Linked DNA regions of Mus musculus: regions 2, 3, 4 and 5 are each linked to region 1. Evidence: chromatin contacts called from public promoter capture Hi-C data. All regions are on one chromosome and are shown on one strand. Each heading gives the region's core, a stretch centred on a gene start, on an enhancer-like site or on the middle of the called end of the contact. The rest is flanking DNA. Distances are from core to core; before and after follow the strand shown. Region 1 holds the start of Adpgk (ADP-dependent glucokinase). Region 2 holds the start of Ppcdc (phosphopantothenoylcysteine decarboxylase). Region 3 holds the start of Csk (c-src tyrosine kinase). Region 4 holds the start of Ubl7 (ubiquitin-like 7 (bone marrow stromal cell-derived)). Region 5 holds the start of Ulk3 (unc-51-like kinase 3).

Region 1 (3,285 bases), core at 633-3,132:
GTATCATGCCTGCCGTCACGTTCCCTGTCATGATGGTCATGGACTCATCCTCCAAAACTGTAAGCCCCCAATAAACTCTTTCTTCTACAAGTTGCTTTAGCTGTAGTTTTGTTATGGCAATAGAAAAGTAACTAAGACAAACGCCAATCCCCACTGTGACTGTATCTGGACTTAGGGTCTTTCAGGGAGCAATTAAGGTTAAGTAGGTGGCCCCTAATCCAACAGGAATGGTGTCCATATAAGAGAAAAAGACATCACTCTGGAGAACTATACAGTAAAAGGCATGTGAGAGCACGAGAAGCTGACTGGCTCCAAGGTAGGAAGAAAGAAGAAAGGCACCCCCAGCATCAGCTTCCTTAGAAATCACCCTGGCACCTTGATCTGGAACTATCGGTCTCCAGTCACAGAAAGTTTATGTTGTTCTAAGCAACTAGTGTGAGTTATTCTGTTGTAGCTGCTCAAGCTGCTTCCAAAAAAATGCAGCACAGACCTGACTTCTTCCATACATATGCCCTCAGAGCCCAGCACACACCTGACATAGCTCCAAGAAAGATGATCAAGAACCTGATAAAGCCAGGTCTTTAAGCCCAGCACCAGGGAGGCAGAAGCAGCTGGTCCTTAGAGTTCGAGGTCAGCCTGGTCTACAGAGTGAGTTCCAGGAGAGCCTGGACTACACAGAGAAGCCCTGTCTTAAAGAAGAATAATTTAAAAATAAAACTAAACTAAAAAGACAAGAGAAAGAAAGAAAAAGGAAGCAAACAGATCAGATAATGATCTATGTTCTAATGATCTACTTACGTTCCAGACCAGCCAAGGAGGCTGTAGTTCAAAAAGGAACAACAGAAGCAACATTTAAAAAAAAAAAAAAAAAACCAACTCTAACCTAAAGAAAAACATACTAAAAAACTCGCTGATGCATAGTGCCCTTGACAAGACAAGAAAGCCAAGCCTAACTGGAAGAGGGACTAAGGTTAGTGTAAAAAAAATTGGATACATTTCTGTGAGTTTCACAAAGAAAGGAGATACTGTGATTTGAGAGAACCTTAAAAATATGAACTATCACTTAGTATGGGGAAGAAGGTAGTTTCGAGAAGGGCGTGCTAAACGCGAAAGGCGCAGAGTTCTGGTAAGGAATCCTTAACAAAAAATGTTGAATATGAAAATGAGCAGTCTTAGTAGAGTGGTCTTCAGACCGGATGACGTAAAGTCAACAGCTAGAGACAGAAGCATTTAGCTTTAAGTACGTTAGGAAGAGTGCTAAAAAAATAGGAAAACCATCGTGGCCACCTGAGAACAGTCGGCAAAAAAGGGCTGGAAGACAGACAACAGAGTAACCTCAAAAATTACAAGTGACAGGCTGAGTTGAATTTCTAAGAAGCTATGAGAGCTGCTTTTACAGGGAGCAGGGCCAACCGGGTGGAAATATGCTGACTATCCCTGCAGCGATGACGGAAAAAGGCTCGTCTCACGCGTCCGACACTTTCGCCCAGAGGGCAACCCAGACACCACCGAGTCCCGGGCGGACCCCGGAGCGCGCGCACTTCCCGGGGAGGCCCAGAGCCGCAGGCAGGCCCCGCAGGCACTCACCCCACAGCCACGCGGCGCCAGCGCCGGGCGGGCTGCGCGATGAGGGCGTCCCAAGCGGCTGCCAGCCGGCTCTCCGGGGACAGAGGTCCCACGGGCACTGGCGCGGGTCCCAGCCTCAGGGAGCTCCAGAGCGAGCGCAGCGCCGTGCCCGGCAGCTCCGGCTCCAGCAGGAACACGCAGCCCACGGCCAGCGCCAGGAAGCCGGCGCACGCAGAGCCGCGCCACAGCGCCATGTGCACACACCGCCGCACCGGTGGCTACAGGATCCTTTCTCGGCTCGCGCCTCCTCCCAGCTGGGCGCGTGCTGACGTAGACGTGCGTAACGTCACACCCGCGCGCCACAGGCTCTTCCTCCCGATGGGCGGAGCTACGACGGAACTGCAGCCCCAGTTATGGGTGGAGCTATGGGTGGGCTGGAGGCGGGACGACGACAGGGCTGGCGTTGGGGGTTCGCTCTGTTTAAGTCTTGGCGCTGGCGCTGGGCGACGCTGTTGTGCGATTCTGTCCTTGGATGAACAAAGGCAGTAGTGTGGTTCCCAATCCGTACACGTCTTCCCGATATTCACTGATAGCCTGAGATAGAGTGTGTGTGTGTCCGGGGTGGGGGCGAGAGAATACTTTTACTTCCCTAGTAAGATAAGACATGCAGATAACGAAGAAGCAGCAAACCTCGCGATTAGAGTAGTCGGTCTCCCATTGACAACGAGCCACGCTGTTGTCTCTTAATCCGTCCCTCCGCCAGTGTTTGACCTCCATGGTTTTACTAGGCCGGTTCCTTTCTAAGTCTGGTGCAGTGGCGAGGCGGAGGGTGCACGACGATGGGAAGGGCTTCCCGCGAGAGGAATCTGCTCAGACCCTAGTGGTGCTGGGCACGGGGAGTCCACCTCTTGAGATTTTCAGCTAGTCAAAGGCTTCCGCTAAGACTGAAGCGATCTTGTTCAATCTAGAGATCAGATTTAACACTCAGACCCCTTAGATAACCCTTTCGGAGGTGGTGTTCCTTTGAACAACCCCAGAGTAAGCCGCAAAGGGATACAATCATGTGTACAGTATGGAAGGACTATAGACTCGAGTTTTTAAATCCTGGTTTAGTTGTTCCGGGTGATACTACAGAAATCCAGCCCTTCCTCCTTTGATGTGACGGTTCTATGTGAGAGGGTAGGTTAAGAGGCAGGAAAGCTAGGCTTGATGTCCAGTTCATTCTCAGCCTCATCTAGCCTGGCCTATTTCTATTTTGCTAGTTCTGCTAGCTCCTGACCAATTTTCTACTCTGTCTATAATTTTTGAACTTGTTAATAGAAATGTGTTTCCCTGGCTTTGATCTTGGACGTTATCTCCCACCCCCACCCCCAGTATCCAAAGTGTTTCTGTTATGGCTCTCAGCTGTTAACTGGCCAGAGACTGGTTACTAGCCCAGACTAGCCTCAAGTTCACTGCGTTGTCAAGGGTGACTTTGAACTTTTTTTAAAAAGATTTATTAATTTATTATATGTAAGTACACTGTAGCTGTCCCCAGACACTTTTTTCTTCTCGCTCAGACCCCCGGAGCAGTCAGCGTTCTTAACCGCTGAGCTATCTCTCCAGCCCCAACTTTGAACTTCTGATCCTCTTCCCTCTAGCTCCTGGAATTACAAATGTGTATCTCTGTGTCTGGTGCTCAGGGAGGAAGGGAAGGTCTTATACCTTCTAGACAGACAC
Region 2 (3,348 bases), core at 484-2,983, 1.9 Mb after region 1:
TAGGGCTAGGCTCTTCCTCCTCTTCCCTTCTCCCAGCTCCCTTTCTCTTAGTCCTCTGTTACTTCCAGGAAAGCTGTGATCCAGCTGCCAGCCTAGCATCCACAGCTGTTGGGTGTTACCCCCAGTCAACTTCCTGTCCTATCGGCCTCTCCTCTTTCCTGGCTCACACCTATTGGCCATGCCTGGCACTGCCCTTGGGAAAGCCTGTCACCAGTGTCTGGCCCAGCTGCTCAGGCACTGGGATGCTGCATCTTCAGGCAACTATGCACTTTGATGAGGAGAGAGTGAGAGAGATGGGGCCGGGCACAGATGGTTTGCTTGAGGGGTGGGAGGGCCTGGTGGATGCTGGGAGTCCTCCTGTCTGTCGCCAGCCAGTGACCTGCTTTTGCATTCTCCTGGTGCCCACTGCCCCTTGTTTCTGAGAGACACAAACTATCCCCTCATTGGCAGTTGACCTGCCCGAGCCAGTGTCTATCTGTGTAACTGGATGAATATAATAAAGGGATCATTTGACCCTGTATGTCCCTCTGTGTTACTTGTCTCCATGTGGGTCTCAATGAAGCCTTGATGTGGGATGTGAAGCAGGGTTGTGGAATTGAGTTGAGTGGATCTGTGATGCCAAAAACCATGTATTTTGTGATCCTTCCTCTGAAGCAGCCCTGAGTAGGCCATGAAGTAGTTGCCACAACTACCAGTTAGGAAATAGGAGTGGCCTGTAACACTGAGTGAGGCGCATGGCCTGACTGTGTCTGTGACTTAGGGTTTCCATTGCTGTGAAGAGACACCACGACCAAGGCAACTGTTATAAAAGGATAACATTTAACTGAGACTGGCTTGCAAGTTCAGAGGCTCAGTCCAGTATTGTCAAGGCGGGAAGTATGGCAGCATCCAAGCAGTCATGGTGCTACAGAAGCTGAGAGTTCTATAACTTATTCCAAAGGCAGTCAAGAGAAGACTGGCCTCAGGTGGCTAGGAAGATATATTTGCCCACCCCCACAGTGACACACTTCCTCCAACAAGGCCACACCCACTCCAACAAGGCCATACTTCCTAATTGTTCCTAATTCCCTGGGCTAAGCATATTCAAACCACCATAGCCCTTAGTGTTAGGACTAGAAGACTGGCCTTCCTTAGCTCCCATGGTGGGTCTCTTGAAGCTGATTGAGTGGGCTCAATGAACATGTAAGTTCTTGAAATTTCTGATTGCTGCAGGGTAATGACTACAACGATTCGAATGTGCCTAGGCTTTGCCAAAGATGTGCTCTCTAAGAATGTTGTCTAGATCCTCTGTGATGGTCATCTCTCAAGATTCCTCTCAAGTAGCAATGGGCACGGTAGCACACCCCTTTGATCCCAGCACTTATGAGGCAGAAGCTGGCAGAGTTCTAAGTTTCAGACATGCCAGTTATTGAAAGAGAGAGAGAAAGGAAAGAAAGAAAGAAAGAAAGAGAGAAAGAAAAGAAAAAGAAAGAAAAGGAAGGAAAGAAAAAGAAAAAGAAAGAAGGAAAGAAAGAGAAAGAGGGAGAGAGAGAGAAAGAAAGAAAGAAAAAAAAGAAAAAAAGAAAAAGATTGCTCAAAGTGAGCCTTTCAATGTCGCGGCTCCCCTGCCTAATGTGGCTTTAGCCTTGCACAGGGAGCCCCAATGACTACAACTCCCAGAAGCCACAGAAATAGACCACGACTCCCAGAAGGCCATGCGATCACTCGCTTTCTCTGGAGTCATTTAGAGCCGGAAAGGCGCCTAGATACCGCGATACTTGCGGGTATCCTGGAGCTGGTGAGCAGTGGAAGGGGCGGGAAAGCTGTGTCGGTGGTGCCGCCGGGTGGGGCGGTGGGAGAAGCTCCTCTGGTCGCTGTGGGTCCGCGTGAAGGTCCATGTGTAATGTGTCAGATGTGGGGCTATAGGTGTGACTCCAGTCTCAGAATTGGGGGCTATGCAGCTGCACCGGTGCCCGCAGATATCATGCTCTATCCTTAGTTTAAAAGACACCCACACTTGACGCTTACCTTTGAAAAACTGCAGCATAAGGTGCCCCCCTCCCAAAGATTTAGGACCGCCCCGAAATACAAACTTTTTTTTTTTTTTTTAAATTACGTTTATTTTGTAAGAGGGGTGGCTGTCACAGCGTGCGTGTTGAGGTCATAGGACGACCTGCAGGACTCAGTTCTACCCTGTAAGTCCCGCCCTCATTCAGGGCCTCAGACTTGTCTGCAAGCTACCTTGCTGAGCCAACGTGCCTCAAATTGTATTTTATAATCATAAACGAGAGAAAGGAGAACGCTGGCAGTATTTAGATGCTTAAACCCTAAACTTGCCGAGTGGCATTTCAAATTAGAGTTAGAGCAGTTTTTGTCAGAAAAAAAAATGTCACCGTCACCGACGTTTGGAATATTGGAAGCCAGAACTAGATAGTGGGCAGGAGAGATTCCCAGCTGCAGGAAGTGATGCGTGTTTGGGAGCTGGGGTCTTCTGCTTCTTTCTAGCAGCTGGGAACCAGCAAGGCTGTGATGTATCTTCCTGACACGTGTCCTCAAGAGGTGTACAGATGAAACTGCAGTAACTTTAGAGGCAAACATGCCTACTTCCGGTTTGAGACATCCATTGGAAAGCCAAACATTTTGGCTGCAACCAGCATTCCTTAGGTGCAGTGTGGTCACACTTTCTTGGCTACAGTCTTGCCCGTATCCTGTGGTCACATTTTCTTGGCTACATTCTTGCCCATTCTATTACTGGTAGGTATACATGGAAATTTTATACTTTGTCCTTGATTAAACTGAGAGAATTATAGTCTCACACAGAGGCCTCTTTCTCTGCTGTGTATGTGTTCTCTCTGTGTCTCTCTTAAATTTCTCTCTCCCTTCCCCTCCATTCTCCCCCTCGTTTTTTTCTCTTTCCCTCCCTCTCCTCCCTCCCTCTCCCTCTCAGGGTCTCACTGTGTAGCCCTAGCTACAGGACTTAGTATGTTCGAATCTCAACTCCTAGAAATCTGTTTGTTTCTGCATTCCAAGTGCTGGGATTAAAGGCATGTGCCACCAAACCCTACTTTTTCTTGAAATATACATAAGACTAAGTGTAAGTTCTGTGGTTATAATAAAGGTCAAGTAAAAATATGAAAAAAAATTGTTCCCTGCATATGCAGCTTAGAATATAAGACTGGTCTAGGTAGCCAGCGCATCAAGTGTATCCCTTGTATGTGTACCTCAGTCTATGAGGGTGGGAAGAAAAATTAATCTGAAGTCCAAGGATGGCCAAGAGTGACTCAAGCTCGACTCTGGAGGTTGAAAGGGAACATTGCACCATGTGATAAAATAAGCTTGTTTTTTGTTTTTTTCTTGGGAGGGTCAGTA
Region 3 (3,077 bases), core at 84-2,583, 1.6 Mb after region 1:
CACGTGCCACTTGCGCACCGAGCACTTCAAACCTATTAACTCATTTCCTCTCCACAAAACCTTACAAAGTTGGTGGTACCGCTCTTGCTCACTTTACCAAACCACAGTGGAAAAGGACAGACAGAGATTAGCTAACTGGTCCGACGTTGTTACACAGCCAGTGACAACTTCCCTATTGCATCTCAGCTGAAAATAAAGCCCGGAAGAGTTCCAAGAAGCTCTGTGGTTCTTTGGCCCTGTAGCTTGCAGGACTGACCGCATCTCTTTCTGCTTTCCCCTACACACGAAGTAAGTCAGGTCTCCCTGCTGTGTTCCCAGATCTAGAAAATCAACCCATGTTCCCTTCTTTCCTGTTTCTTGTGGACCTTGTACCTTTTTTTTTTTTTTCATTGTTTATCAATTTGTTCTTTGTGACAATATTTTTGCAACAACCCCTCATGAGAATTTGGCAGATATAGAGGTTTTAAGAAGTGGACTCCGGCCGGGTAGTGGTGATGCACACTCTTTTTGTTTGTTTGTTTTATGTTTTGTTTTGTTTTTCGAGACAGGGTTTCTCTGTGTAGCCCTGGCTGTCCTGGAACTCACTTTGTAGACCAGGCTGGCCTCAAATTCAGAAATCCACCTGCCTCTGCCTCCTGAGTGCTGGGATTAAAGGCGTGGGCCACCACCGCCCGGAAATGCACTCTTTAATTCTAGCACTTGGGAGGAAGAAGCAGGCAGATCTTTATGAGTTCGAGGCCAGCCTGGTCTACAGAGCAAGTTCCAGAGCTACATAGTGAGACCCTGTCTCAGAAAAACAAAAGATAACAAAAAAACTACAAAGGAGGAGAAGGAAGAAGAGGAAGAGAAGGAAGAAGAGGAGGAGGAGAGAGGAGAAAGGAGGTGGAGGAGAAGGAAGGAGAAGGACGGTGGTAGACTACAGAGCAGGGGCTGTGTAAATGCATGCTTACTGTCCCAGAAGAGTCTAGGCCTAGCCTCCACTATAGAAAGAAAACTTCGCTGGGGGGGGGGGGGGGGGGAAGAGGAGGAGAAGGAGGAGGAGGAAGCAGAGACGGTGGTAGACTACAGAGCAGGGGCCGTGTAAATGCATGCTTACTGTCCCAGAAGAGTCTAGGCCTAACCTCCACTCTAGCAAGGAAGCTTCGCCTAGAGGAAGCTGAGAGGTTGGCTCTAGCATGCTGGTGGCCCTCTGAAAGGACCTTCGGGAGCCTTCGCGAAGGCCAGCAAGTGGGGGCAGGGCGTAGACGCGGACACACCCCCCGCATTTCCTCCAAGGTCCAGCAGAGGGCGCCGACCCACGCCCCGCTGCTCGCCCGGCAGGCCCCCTCGCGCAGGCGCGCCGCAGCGGGCGGAGGATCCGGGCCGCGCTTCCTCTCACCAGGCCTGCGAGCTTCCTCCCATCGGAGCCCGGGCGAGCTGAGGTTGGCCGCCGCCGCTGAGCCTGCTGCCTTCCTTGCGCTTCCGCGCCACCCTGCGCCCTGCCCCGGGGAATCCCACCGGGGTGGGGTCCGAGCAGGGCCAACCCGGGCCGCGCCGCCGTCGGGGCCGTCCCCGGGCCAGCCGTCCCTCCCGCCTGGCCAGCCTCTGGCCGCCCAGCCTCCGGGGTGTGGGGCTTAGGCAAGCCCTGCGAGCGGCGATCGAACGCCCGGGGCGGCCCCCCGGCGGCGGCGCGACGTCCCCAAACCGAACCTCCGTGGCCGCGTTCGGAAGCGGAACTCTGCCGGGGCCGCGCCGGCTACATTGTTTCCTCCCCCCCGGACTCCCTCCCGCCCCCTTCCCCCGCCTTTCTTCCCTCCCCGCCTGGGGCTGCGCGGCAGTCCCCCTGCCTGTCTGGCTCCCCTTCCCTCTCTTTTCGCATCCATACACCTCTTTGTACCGCACCCCCTGGGGACCCCTGTGCCCCTCCCCTCCCCCTTGGCCGCATGGACTGTCCTGCAGGCCACTGATGCCGCCCTCGGTGAGGAGGCCTGGACCGCAGTGCCCCCAGAGAGGTGAGTGCTGGGCAGCCCCAAAGGAGGTGGGTGTCCTAATGCCCCCTAGAAGGGAGGAGGTCGCTCGTCCCGCCTCTGTAGCCACCACCGCCGCGCCCACACCCATCCCCCCAACCCCCCACCTCCCAAACGGGTTCGAATTCTCCCGGGAATCACTGTCAGAACACTACTGGGAATGAGCCACAAGGGAGGTAGTACTACCCAGCACCACGAGAGAATTGGCTTAGGTCTGCAGAGTCCTACCTTCCCACCCCCCAACTCCCGTGAGGAGAGCAGAGTGGGAAGTGGCTGGACCCCGGAGGAAGAGAAGTGGTATGGGCCGGACTCCCGGGCGTTTGCCCTTTCCCGTTCAGGGCTTCCCTGAAGGTATCCTGGCTTGTCTGGTTCTGAACTCTACTTCAGTCGTTGCACAGAGGTTCTATTGGCTCCAAGCAGCCCAGGGCCATGCCACCTCCCTTTGTGCCTGATAGAAGGCCGGGTCCTTGAACTAAGCCTGTCACCCTTGACCTGCCAGAGGATCAGGCTTAAAGCAAGGGACCTCTGACCCTTGGGTGGAGAAACTGGGCAGGGCTTCCAGTCTGCGTAGAGGTGACACTGGGCATTGGTACTGTACCCCGTTCCCCCCACCCCCACCCCCAGCATCCTCATCAGTCTATTTTCCCAGGCTTCTCAGGACCCAGACCAGTTATTTGGAAGGGGTGTGTCCAGTCACTGGATCTTTGGAGCTTAAGTAGGAGTTTTTTTTTTTTTTTTTTGATCATTTTGTATAGCAGGGAACTGAGGCCCAAGGGGCAGGTCATATTCCAGGCTCCTGATGGAGGGAGGCTAGCTGTCTCTCATTCCCACTTCTGCAATGATGGATGGCTGGAGGTGGAGGGGAACCAGACCCACTCTGTAACTACCAGGGACACTGGCAGTCTCCAGCCTGACCCAAGAGGGACCTTGTGGGGTGAGCGAGCACGTGTTCCCTTGCAGAGGGCTAGAGAAGAGGGAAAGGGCTTCCGGCCTCAGTGCTGTCTTCTTACAGGCCGAGATATCGTATGCATTGCTTATAAGACTTCCTCTCAGTGCGTGGGACTGGGTCCT
Region 4 (2,899 bases), core at 158-2,657, 1.4 Mb after region 1:
TGGCACACGCCTTTAATCCCAGCACTTGGGAGGCAGAGGCAGGAGGATTTCTGAGTTCAAGGCCAGCCTGATCTACAAAGTGAGTTCCAGGACAGCCAGGGCTACACAGAGAAACCCTGTCTCAAAAAAACAAAAGAAAAAAAAAAAAAAAGTAAACACAAAAGGCCAATCAGTTGGATAGGAATGTTGTGAGGTTCAAGCAAGATCACCCAACCCTCTCCCTTCTACACACTCATTTCTGGTTTTCTTCTCCAGCTTTTGATTTAGCTATAACAACACTTTAAGGAGGGCCCTTGTCTCTCTTGCCTGCCCTTATCAGAGATCTATAGCACCACCCAATGTCTTATTGTTAAAACACAGATCTAACAAACTTAACTGCTTAGAAGGCCCCCATTAATCCCAAAGCACTTCTATGAACAGGTGGGTGTTAACTCCACAGCCAGATTACAAACCCATTTATTCTGACGCCTACCAGCTTTCTTCAATAGACCCAGCCCTGCCCCTTTATAACAACACACGTAAGTATACTTCATAACAAAGTTGTCCCCTATATGTAACTCTGCTCACCTCCTGTCTTTGCATATAAGTTCTCTTCCCTTTTTGGCCTCTTAGCAAACTCCTACCAAGACCCACACAAACACATCGGTTCCATGCTCTCTTCTTGGTCACACATTCCCTGTTCCCTCAAGGCAAAAGAGCAACACAAATCAATAGATTTGAGGACAAGTCAGCCAGCTTCATTACCAGATGCCAGACTTAGAAAGCTACCTTCTCTTTGCTGCTTTTTCCCTTGTACAACTTATTTACTTCTCAACTTCTCATTGCGTCCCTCATATTTGTGAAACCCCCCCCATTCTTGAAAGCCAAGACTAGAGCTTTTCTAACACAGTCCCCAGCCTGACATATATGAATGCCCACAAAATAAATCTAAAAATTCAAAGGGTGCAAGAGCCTTGTACCGCAAGACCAGTCCTTGTTACAGACACTATTTCTGCCAAAGAGGTCTCTTGCAGTAAAGACAAGGCTAAGAAAAAACTGTGGTGCGACCCAGCGGACTTCAAGGTACTATCCACCTTTAGGTTTAAAGCGAGAAAGGAGGTTTTTGTATACCGATTTCAATCCTCACAACTGTCTCCTGAAACTGGCATCATTGTCCTTATTTTACAGATCAGGAATAAAGACTCAGAAAGCTGAAGTCTCTTGGCCCAAGGTCACAGATACCTAGTCGTGAGTAGGGACAATGTTGACAACCCCACCTCTCTCGTGGGACCAGTTAGCTACTCCGGACCCACGAGAGCCCCGCGCGCCCAGGGAGGGGGCCCAGCGCCCTCACCCGTCCCGCGGAAGGAACCCGGCCGCAGCGAGCCGCCGGTGTAAACACTCACTCTGGTCCTCTTGCCGGAAACCGGAAGCTCCGCGCTGCATTCTGGGGACTATAGTTTTCACTGAGACCCAGCCCCTTATAAATGGCCGTCCAGCAGCTAGTGGCAATGCTTCCGGGTCCTAGGAGGCGTGAGTGCGAGCACGAGCAGTTTGAGGTCCTAGAAGCCAGTAGGTTGTAGCTTTCTGTCAGACACAATTGTACCACCACCTGAGGTAGGGAGACTCAGTGTGGAATTTTCGAAAGCAGCCAATAGCCCGATGATTCCCGCGCTCTCCAGGGATATATGTGAAGCCTGTTGGTTGTCCCGGGTTTGGAGGAGTCCTAGGCCGGAGGGCGAGCCTTCTCCGAGGGGGACGGGTTCCTAAGTGGACAGGCGCCCCGCGGCCCTTCCGATGAAGACGCAGTTCTCCCACGTAGCCAGCCTCTTGTGCTTCTTGCTCCTTTCTCCCAGGAAACCTGCCTTGTGGCAGCGCACCAGGGCGCTAAAAGTTGAGTCCGTAAGGGGAGTGATTAAGTCGGGTTTCTGGCCCACCGCGAACATGCAACAATGGGGTTTATAACACAGTCATTCGTAGAATCAGTTTGGGGAGGGGAATTTCCACTGAACTTTCGTGGAGACACTGCCTGTTTTAGATGGCTGAGAAACTAATGCACAATCAAATTGGATTGAGTTTACACAAAAGTTAGAGTTAGCTAAACTCAAGAGAGAAGTGATTTTTCTCAGAAAGTTCCACAATTAAGGAAAACAATAACCAAAAACAACCAACTTTAAAACTGTGAAGCTGAGGGACGGGTGAGATGGCTCAGCAGGTAAAAGCACTTGCATTCAAACCTGAGGACCTCCCCGGGAACAAATGGTGAAAGGATTGAACTGACTCCCCAAAACTGACCACACACACACACTAATAAAAAAATGTAATTTTAAAAGATAAAGTTCAGGCTGGAGAGAAGGCTCAGCAGTTAAGAGCACTGAGTGCTCTTCCAGAGGTCCTGAGTTCAATTTCCAGCAACCAAGTGGTGACTCACAGCCATCTATAATGGGATCCGGTGCCCTCTTCTGGTGTGTCTGAAGACAGTGACAGTGTATAAAATACATAAATAAATCTTTTTTTTAAAAAAAGTTCATAATAGCTACTGTGTACACAAGTGTAAAAGTTGTATTCTTGCCGGGCGTGGTGGCGCACGCCTTTAAGCCCAGCACTCAGGAGGCAGAGTCAGGCAGATTTCTGAGTTTGAGGCCAGCCTGGTCTACATAGTGAGTTCCAGGACAGCCAGGGCTACACAGAGAAACCCTGTCTCGAAAAACAAAACAAAACAAAAGTTGTATTCTTGTACAGTCCACTCTAGGACAGAACTCGGGTAGTAACTGAGTACAATAGCTTAACAGAGAAAAAGCAAACTACACATACATAATTAACCCTCCTGGTCTTATAAAATATGCATGCTGCTAGAGAGTTTCACGGTGCCCAAAGTCCTTCTTCCCTATCCTGTCCATTTTTAAATACAGCCCCTCTT
Region 5 (3,294 bases), core at 323-2,822, 1.7 Mb after region 1:
TAAAACCACCCTCCCTTCAAGGAGCCTCCAGAAAAGCCCCAGCCCTTAAGGACGTTGCATTCTCCCTCACTAAAGCACTTGGGTTCCACCTACTGGGCCCTGGAAGATGCCACAAGGTTCTTACATCATGTTCTCCATGTGGAAGCCTGAATTCCCTACAGATGCTAGGGACACAACATGGCAGACTGCAAAGCATTGGGATAGGGGAGAAGAAGCCACGGGGTGTGTCACAAGCTTTTTACCCAACTGCTGCATGAAAACACGGGCCACCTTCTCAGGCAGGATCCTGCGGGTATGAATGAAGCGAGACAGGTCACCCCCTGCACAGAACTCCATGATGAGGTAGATATTGTCATTGTCCCACTGTGGTTGCAAGTAAAGAGAGAGAGCGTGAGTTCCAGGACAGCCAGGGCTATACAGAGAAACCCTGTCTTGAACCCCCCCCAAAAAAAGGGAGCGAGAGAGAGAGAGAGAGAGAGAGAGAGAGAGAGAGAGAGACAGCTTTAGGCGCTGTCCCTTCTCCAGCCGCCTTTGGAGGCACCCCTTCCTGGGCTCAGACCTGGAAGTCTTTCAGCTGCACGATATGGGGGTGCCGAATGCCCTTGAGGATCTCAATCTCAGTCAGGAGGTTTTCCACTGACGCCTTGTTGAGACTCTTCTTGGCCACGCATTTTATGGCTACCACTTCCCGAGTATCCTTCTGTGGTACAGAAAATTTGGGGTGTCTGTTTTGAAGGGGCCGACCCCATGGGCTGGAGTGGGCTCTGAGTCTGCAAACTTTCCCCTGTTTGGAGTCTGTCCACTCTCCATGGACCTCCAAGTTTCCCAGCTTCCACGTCTCAAATCAACGAGGCATCCGGATTCGGGAATCCCACCCCAGCAAGTGTTCTCCAACGCCGTGCTTCTAACCCACCGCATCACTTTCTAGAGGGGGGGCGGGGAGGGTTAGGGGGCGGGGGATGTCACTATTTAAAGAGCTATCCACTCTGCATTCTAACTGGTGCTGCCTCCTGGGAGTCTGACCCCAGACTCCTCCCAGCCCCTAAGGCAACTTCCGTGCAGAGCCGGTTCTTCAGCCACTGACACAGAGATTCCCTTAGGTCATCGCCCGCACCTCCAGACCAAACTGGCGTGGCTGTTTTTAAAACCTAAAAGGGGCGGTTAGCTCCAGCCTCCTCTACCAGCTTGGGCAGCCACTGTGGCCTTACTGCTCTCAAGGCGGTCGCCTTTCCTGCTCAGCTTGGCCCGTGACCCAGCCGGGCTTGCAGGGAGTTGGCTGGCACGGGAGTCGGGTGCCCGGCGCCGGGACACCTCCGGCACGACCCGCCCACACCCACCTTGGCGTAGGCCTTGTACACCGTGGCGTACGTGCCACTGCCCAGGCGCTCGGTAAGGATGAAACCGTCCAGCCGAGGGAGACCCCAGCTGGGCCCAGCCATCCCGCGCCCGCCGCCAGGTGCTTCCTGGTTCGGGGTGCAGGTTCCGGCCAGCAGAGAAGCTGGGGGCGCTCGAGGGGCGGCGAGGCGGGACTCCGCAGGGCCCCGGCGCTGCCCGCCGGAAGCGCGGCTCGACACCTCCCCTCCGAGGCTCCTCCCCGCCGGCAGCGGGCTGGGTGACACCCTCTGCCAAGGATTGCCAGGCAGGTTTCAGACACTGAGGCTTTAGTGGGTGTAGAGTTGTGTCGAGGACTGCGGACACGATCACATGGGAATGGCATCCTAGAGACCACCTACGTAGGGGGCGGGAGGAAGAGCCTGGCTCACTCCCTGCCCTTCAAGACCAGAAGCAGTGGATATGAAAATCCCAGGGCCCCACAGGGTGACGAGGGAGAACGGACTCCAGCAAGTTCTTCTCTGATCATCACACGTGCTCTGGCCCTTATTCATTCGTTTATTTGGTTTTGGAAGACAAGGTTTCTCTGAGTAGCCCTGGCTCTCCTGGAACTTACTTTGTAGAGCAGTCTGGCCTCGGAGTGCTGGGACTAACGGTATGTGCCACTATGCTTGGCGAAAAACAATTTAAATGCCTTTGGAAGAGACCAAGTTGCCATTGCCAGGGTCCTCGATTCTGCCTTTCAACTCTTTCCCTAGAGTTGAGTGGTCTGTCGTCCAGCACAGCTCAGCCACCAACAACCTTAACTGTCACCTCACCTATCTTAGTAGGCCCTTAGTCTGTACTTCAGTAGGCTATAGCCCTCCCAAGTCCACCATTGACATCAGGGCCAGTGCTGTCCGAAAATCTTTTTATTTAAGCACAAAAATTGAGACATGACATATACATCTGTACATGGAGGAAAATAATACCAGGAAGTTTACAAAACCCCGGTGGCTGACATTACCACTTGGTGGCTCTAGGGCTGACAGCATGAGGGTAGTCTCAGGAGGGCCCCAGTTCCCAGGGGCAGGAGACTGGCCAGCTTGGTGAGCTCTCGCAGTACTGACAAAACACAGGGTCCAGGTTTCCACAGCGGCTTCTTAGGTGCCACTGCAGTGACACACCCGTGGAGCCCCCAGGACAAGTAGAAAGGGACCTAGACTCCATTGTGGGAAGAACCCTCAGAAAGAAGGCTCGGCAGTCCTGCCTGCAGGACATAGTTCAGGACTGATTTCTTCCAAAAGACCCTAAGCGTTTTAAGAGGTGAGTATTGCTGAAGATAGGCAGGGGCCAAGCTAAGGCAGAGGGGCAGAGTCCCTTGGGAGGAGAGAAGCCAAAACAAGCAGACATCTACCCTCTCACAAGACTGGTAGAGGCTGGGCAGGACTTGACTTACTTGTCTTCGTCCCCTCCTCATCCCCCAAGTCTCAACCAACCCCACTTACTGTACATTCAGAAGTCTGAAGAGAGGCTAGGGAGGGCCCCCAGAGGGCACAAGGTGCTATCACACATGAGTCGTAGCAGGCACAGGGTCATGACTCGGTTGTGAAGAACACCAGGAGCTCACCGGAAGAGGACTTGGGAGACTTCTGTGCTCCCACCCAGAACACAGCTCACCTAGAGTAGAGCCACTGGGGGACTTAGGAAGCCCAAGCATGAAAGGCAAGGTTGTGGAGACCCAATACACATGGAGCCTGTAGAGGGAGGGAGTGAAGTACAGGGTGCCTGTGGAAAATCCCCAGTACAGTGAGCCCAGGTTGGCCCATGATCCCAAGCACATGAGTCCATTTGTTTTCAGGGAAAACAGTCCCATTGCTTCCAGACAAAATCAGACCAAGCCACCATTAGAAAAGGAAAGACAGCTTTGTTATTTTTTCTTTTCCCATGTGTTTTTTTTTTTTTTAAAGTCCTTGTCCCTTC

What was found. Promoter capture Hi-C pulls out the DNA fragments that hold promoters and counts their contacts. Capture Hi-C pulls out chosen DNA fragments and counts their contacts.
Region 2: a contact with region 1 is called in a promoter capture Hi-C map of erythroid cells, with 16 times the contacts expected there. The contact joins the promoter of Ppcdc here to the promoter of Adpgk in region 1. A contact is called at or near these places in 1 of 39 promoter capture datasets (erythroid cells) and 1 of 9 other capture datasets (adipose tissue).
Region 3: a promoter capture Hi-C map of erythroid cells shows a contact between it and region 1, with 4 times the contacts expected there. The contact joins the promoter of Csk here to the promoter of Adpgk in region 1. A contact is called at or near these places in 1 of 39 promoter capture datasets (erythroid cells) and 1 of 115 datasets of contacts at active chromatin or transcription factors (pancreatic cancer cells).
Region 4: a contact with region 1 is called in a promoter capture Hi-C map of liver, with 2.0 times the contacts expected there. The contact joins the promoter of Ubl7 here to the promoter of Adpgk in region 1. A contact is called at or near these places in 1 of 39 promoter capture datasets (erythroid cells), 1 of 115 datasets of contacts at active chromatin or transcription factors (astrocytes) and 1 of 9 other capture datasets (liver).
Region 5: a promoter capture Hi-C map of erythroid cells shows a contact between it and region 1, with 26 times the contacts expected there. The contact joins the promoter of Ulk3 here to the promoter of Adpgk in region 1. A contact is called at or near these places in 1 of 39 promoter capture datasets (erythroid cells) and 1 of 9 other capture datasets (liver).

What each region holds. Positions count from the first base shown.
Region 1 is chr9:59,290,169-59,293,453 of GRCm38.p6, reverse strand. Adpgk (ADP-dependent glucokinase) reads right to left here and starts at 1,882. Exons shown (of 7, transcript NM_028121.2): 1 at 1,588-1,882. The coding sequence starts at 1,820.
Region 2 is chr9:57,438,499-57,441,846 of GRCm38.p6, reverse strand. It overlaps Ppcdc (phosphopantothenoylcysteine decarboxylase), which reads left to right and starts at 1,733. Exons shown (of 7, transcript NM_176831.5): 1 at 1,733-1,777. Scamp5 (secretory carrier membrane protein 5) reads left to right here. Exons shown (of 7, transcript NM_020270.3): 7 at 1-520.
Region 3 is chr9:57,643,909-57,646,985 of GRCm38.p6, reverse strand. Csk (c-src tyrosine kinase) reads left to right here and starts at 1,333. Exons shown (of 13, transcript NM_007783.3): 1 at 1,333-1,991.
Region 4 is chr9:57,909,494-57,912,392 of GRCm38.p6, reverse strand. Ubl7 (ubiquitin-like 7 (bone marrow stromal cell-derived)) reads right to left here and starts at 1,407. Exons shown (of 11, transcript NM_001122873.1): 1 at 1,334-1,407.
Region 5 is chr9:57,587,730-57,591,023 of GRCm38.p6, reverse strand. It overlaps Ulk3 (unc-51-like kinase 3), which reads right to left and starts at 1,572. Exons shown (of 16, transcript NM_027895.1): 1 at 1,338-1,572; 2 at 560-700; 3 at 243-363. The coding sequence starts at 1,439. It overlaps Scamp2 (secretory carrier membrane protein 2), which reads right to left. Exons shown (of 9, transcript NM_022813.3): 9 at 2,226-3,294.